Regions from separate parts of the Muntiacus reevesi genome. Here region 2 is linked to region 1. The links are chromatin contacts, called in public Hi-C maps. All regions are on one chromosome and are shown on one strand. Each heading gives the region's core, a stretch centred on a gene start, on an enhancer-like site or on the middle of the called end of the contact. The rest is flanking DNA. Distances are from core to core; before and after follow the strand shown.

Region 1 (2,700 bases), core at 90-2,589:
AAGAGGCTAGTGGCTCAAAAAGAGTAAGTAACTTTTTATTCGCATACAGCTAGTAAACAGGGTTTCCCTTAAAGAAACCGTCTGCAATGCGGGAGCCCTGGGTTCGATCCCTGGGTTGGGAAGATCCCCTAGAGGAGGGCAAGGCAACCCATTCCAGTATTCTTGCCTGGAGAATTCCATGGACAGAGGAGCCTGGTGGGCTACAGTCCCTAGGGTCGCAAAGAGTCGGACACGACTGAGCGGCTAAGCACAGCACAGTGAACAGCAGCGCCACGACACTGAAATGGGTCTCTCTGGAACCCTGAGGTCCACTTCCCCTTTCCTGTAACAACTGGAAACGTGACGGGGCAGCCGTTCTTCATTTCCAACGAAAACAGAACAAAGATGGGCAAGTGTACATACTATATATTTACATAAAAGCGATCTGAACTTTCAACCCAAAAGTTGGCCCACAGAACAGGATTGGGAAGATGTTCCCAAGCATAGTATGTCACTAAAGCGAAAAGTTCAGACGTGAAATGATGAACGTTTGTCAATGTGATAAGGCAAGCCTCCCGCATCCGGCAAGTGTGTAACTTCTCTAGAGTTTGCCAAGAGGGGTGGTCTCCACCGTTTATTATACACTTGGGCAGATACCGGTGACTTGGTTTTCCCTTACTGGGTCTTTTACCCGTACGTGGTTTTAAAATTAAATGAGGCTCCGCAACATTCTTCCTGACTAAAGGGAGCCAAAGACGCTAGTCTATAAGTCCAAAGCTCTAGATTCTAGTTCTCTCTCGGCTTCTAATTAGTTGTGTGGCTCCGAGCAAGACACTCAGCGTCCTCATCTACAAAAAGAGGATGGACCCAGAGATGCTCTGCAAGGCCCCGCCCTGCTTTATGAATCTGCGATTCCTCTCCAAAGGGGGCCCTGACTCGTCCCGGAGTTCCATCGCCCCCCGCCCTGGGTTCTCCACCCCTCCCTCTCCCCACGTTGGGCAACAAGGGTCCAAGAGCCCCAGCGCGGCCGCCGGGATCCACTCAGCCCACTCACCGGCTTCTCCTCGTCTCCCATTTTCGCTGAAGGGCTACTGGCCTGCTCCTCAGACATCCGCAAACCACCAAGAGAAAGCTAAATCCCAGATCGACGGGCAGGAGGCAAGGACAGCTGTCGCCAAGCAGAAGTGGGCAGCGGCGCCGAGGAGCGCTGCGCTTGCGCCTCGTGGTCCACAGATGATGCAATCGGAAAGCGCCCAAACTCCGCCTCCTCCAACCTGATGGGAGAGCAGGCAGCTAATCGACAATCCGGAGTGGCGGGCCCTCCTTTCTCTAAACCAATGGAAAAGCGTCTTTGGCGATACCCCTTCTAGAAAATCAGGCAGCGGCGGGGCGGGAGAGGAAACTACAGAACATGCACTCACTCCTGGCGGGTTATAGGGTCATCCCCGGAGCCCAGAGTCCGCAATGCGCGTGCGCCTTCTTCCGGGCTGACTGCGCCTATTACTCCAGGGCCCTTTCGGCCGCCGTAGCGAGCAAGACGCGCAGAGTCTGAGCTTCCGGGAAGTTTCCGGTTACCGGTTCCTGGCCCAGGGTCAGACCCTGCAGTGGAGGCTAGAGTTCTTTGATGCTTCGGCGCTACCTGACCTGCCGTGACTGCTGAATTCTGCGGACTTTTCCCGGCTCTCAAGTCTATAGCGGTGAACTAAGCTAGGCCCTCCTTCTTGCAATCCAGAGTTCCCAAGACCTAAGCCTTGTTGATCCGAGGACGAGCGCCTTTCCTCGGATATTCATTATTATTACACGCCACCTCCAGTCTATTGCATCAGGGAACTTTTCCACAGAGACTATGAAAATGCAGCGAAACTTTACTTAAGGAAATAACCACGCCGACTCCTCGGATTCTCCCACACAGAGGTCTCAGTGTTTGGAATTGAATGACTCTCATTTATTTTATCAGTCAATTTAAAACAGTCGCTGTTTTGAAATCAGAAGCATAATGAGCTTGTTTACAGTTTATGTACTCCACCAAGTTAAAGGATTATATTTTCTAAACATCAGTCCTCGACAGCTTGCCTCCTTCAGGGTCATCCTTTTCATGAAGTTCAGTCAATAGCCTCCTAACCCGATTTCTTGTGTTCATTTTTTTTTTCTTTCACATGCCAGCAGTCTATTCCTCAGTGAATTTCCTTTTATTATCTTTCCACAAGGGAGAATAGTCTTTTTTTAAAAATACAAATATAATCATGGCAACCTCTAGCTTTAAGTGGCTTTCAGTGTAAAGAAAGTCATGGTTTTGAAGGCCTCTGACTGCCCCGCTTTTTCACTACACTGATCTGCAACCTTAATGACATTTTTATTTTTTGGGTCTGCCTATTGAGGCTATTCGCATTCTCATCTCTGCCTGCCCCACATACTTTTTGCCTATTTAGCAACTACTTGTTAGATCTCAGAAACCGTTTCTTTGAGGGAGAATTTCTTGACCACTCTTACTGGAATGGTGTAAGTCTCCCTGTTACATATTCTGGTAGCTTTCTGTAGCACAATTGTAAAACCACTTCAGTTTTACAATTAAAAAATTATTTTCTCAGGTTGAAAACGTCACAGAAGCACAACTTGTGTATTTTTGCCAGCATCTAGCAGATAAAAGCCTGACACACAGTTGATGTTCAATACATGTTGAGGGAATTAATGAGTGTTGAGACAATCCTTGCTTGAAAAACT
Region 2 (2,700 bases), core at 61-2,560, 1.1 Mb before region 1:
CACCAGTAAATGCTGTCAATTTCTCTTTCCAACAACTCTTAGTCCTCTCTTAGGGTTAGAATTCAAGCTTACCTTTCATTCCTCAAAGCTAACTCCTTTCCCAGTGCTTGAAAACCACTACACAGGGTCATTTACCTATCACTCACTACGTGGTAGAGATCTATGCTAAGCTGTGGTGGGGGTTGCGGGCACGATGGAAGGAAATTACTAAAGCAGACCAATTGTCTCCACAGTATTTTATCTAGCTTAAGTAGCTCTCAGATGAATGAAAGATTCAACAACTTGTGTTCACCTTCTTCTGAATAAAAACCATCAACTTACAAATCAGTTCTTAGTTTCCTTCTAAACTCCAACATTTTAGGAGAAAGCGTCACGTTTTAGTTTTGCACTCCCAAAGCACGGGAAACCTAACTTCTTACAGTGCTTGGCACATTAAAACTTTGTCGAATACACCTAAAACTCATAGTATCTACCCTAGTTTTCCGTATTCCGTGAGAGTTACAAATCAAACAAGTCGGGGATGGAAAGGGAATGAGGTTCAAGAGGGAGGGAATAAATGTATACTTATGGCTGATTCACGTTGTTGTACATTACAAAACTGTACAACACAACACTGCAAAGCAATTATCCTCCAATTAAAAGTAAAACTTAAAAAAAAAGATCACGTCTAAGGCATAGTCCCAAAGGACAGTAGCTTTTTAAAGAATCGCACAACCAGCTTCAAGATTCAGAATATGGGAATATTCTGGACATCCCATCACTGGAAGGGATATATACTCGAGGGAGACAAACAAGTTTAAGGAAGAATTCCTTCCTCCGACAACAACAAAAAACGAAGGAAATGAAGACCAAACACTGTAACAGTCCCCGAAAGTCGCTTCTCTGCGAGCCAGGTAACAGCTTTGAAATCGGTGAAGTTGCTCAGTCAGCAGCCTGCCAAGAGTGCAGCCACGTGCTCTAGGGTTAGATGCAAACGCGGCAGCGGGTCCCGCCGGGCGAGCTGAGACGGAGCTCCCCTAACACCCCCAGCAATTCTGAAACCCGCAGAGCGGTAATCAGGTAGGTACCACAACGAAAGAGCGTGGAGCCGCGGCCGCAAAGCCCCCTTTACCTTGCAAACTGGGCCTGGGATACGATCTTTCTCTTCTTCCGCCGCCTCCTCTGATACGTCGTTCGGCTTAGCCGGCAGCTTGCCATCTTTCTCGTGTCTTTTCAGCTTTTTCGCCTGAACCGCCAGTCCTCCACGCCGTTTCCTCTTGGTCGCCGCCATCTTGCTCCGCGCCTTCGCTCTGGGCCTTCCTTCCGGCTCTGCCGCTTGCTCCGCCTTCCCGTCTCTATGGTCCCGGCCCCCAGCTCCACGGTCCTGCAGTTCTATGGTGCCTCTTTCCCGTCTCTATGGTACGGCCCGGTCGGCTCTCTAGGCCTCCTCTATCTCTGTGGTGACGGTGGCCGAGGTGGTCGGCAATGTCTGAATAGAGTGGCGGGAGCCGCTCCACTTCCTCCGCAGTTTTCTAGAAGCTGCGCCCGGGCGCTGCGCGAAGGTAGGGTTTGAGCGCTGGGGATCCCAAGACAAGTCTGTAGGCGGGTTGTGGGCTGGTGAGTGGTGTTGGGTGGTTGTCTGGGTTTCTTGGAGGACCTTCCAAGGACTCAAGCCCGCCCCTCTGGTATATCCTGTTAGAAGCAAGGTTGGAGGCGCGGGACACCTCTTCTCTGACTGAGGAAGCGGAGCCTCTGTTTGGGTTGGCGAAACTGACCCCGGTGACCGTGTTAGTTGCGTATTTCTGTCCTTCGTAACTTTTCGTGTTACTGTCCCCTTACTAAAGACGACGAAACCCTCCTTTACAGGGTAATTTCCCCCAAAGTTAGAGACAGTTAAGTGGCAGAGGTGGGGTTTCAGTCCCTACTTCGGCGAGTTCAGCGTCCAGGCCTCTTCCACTCGGCTCAGCGCAGGTTGAAATCGCGGGCTTTGTCAGCCTGGACGGGGAGTTTTATTGTCGCATCTCATCAGGAGCATCCCTCGGGGCCGAATGCGCCGTGGACCATGCCCCTCCTAACCCAGCGGATCACAGACGAGAATGATTACTGCTTAGTGGCCAGCCTTGACAACGTCAGGAACCTCTCCACTATCCTGAAGGCTATTCATTTCCGAGAACATGCCACGTGTTTCGCTACTAAAAATGGAATCAAGGTTACAGTGGAAAACGCAAAATGTGTACAAGCAAATGCTTTTATTCAGGTATGGAAGTTGGCACCTTTAATACAGTGAAATATGACCTTCTTCACCCAGGTCAGTGAATTCCAAGAGTTTTCATTTAAGTTGGAGCACAAAATATTATTTGAATTCTTTTTCTCTCCTGGTAACAAACCCTTTTCCTATCGTGTTTTACAGAGGTAATGGTTAATAATGTCTAAAATATATTAAACTATAGGTGGGCACTTTTTCTGAGTGTTTTGTATGTTTATATGTTTAAATAATTTAATCCTCACAACAGTCCTATGAGGTGGTTCTATTATTATTCCCATTTTACATTTGTGGAAACTGAGACGCTATTTAAGTGATTTGTCAGCAGTCCTATAGCTGGCAAGTGGCTTAGTTGGGATGAGAACCCACAGCATTTGTTTCTGTAGTATATACTCTTTTGCACTATTTCGCTATTATTTTTTCCTCTTATTGGTTATAATTGGTTATAATTGTTTGTT

Evidence for each region. A called contact is a pair of places that touch in the nucleus more often than the background predicts.
Region 2: a contact with region 1 is called in a Hi-C map of blood, with 4 times the contacts expected there. The contact joins the promoter of BRIX1 here to the promoter of TARS1 in region 1. A contact is called at or near these places in 2 of 3 Hi-C or Micro-C datasets (blood and muscle).

Annotation. Positions count from the first base shown.
Region 1 is chr14:29,365,499-29,368,198 of mMunRee1.1, reverse strand. It overlaps TARS1 (threonyl-tRNA synthetase 1), which reads right to left and starts at 1,339. Exons shown (of 19, transcript XM_065905280.1): 1 at 1,034-1,339. The coding sequence starts at 1,090.
Region 2 is chr14:30,419,930-30,422,629 of mMunRee1.1, reverse strand. BRIX1 (biogenesis of ribosomes BRX1) reads right to left here and starts at 1,310. Exons shown (of 10, transcript XM_065905585.1): 1 at 1,112-1,310. The coding sequence starts at 1,270. It overlaps RAD1 (RAD1 checkpoint DNA exonuclease), which reads left to right and starts at 1,392. Exons shown (of 6, transcript XM_065905587.1): 1 at 1,392-1,541; 2 at 2,009-2,236. The coding sequence starts at 2,042.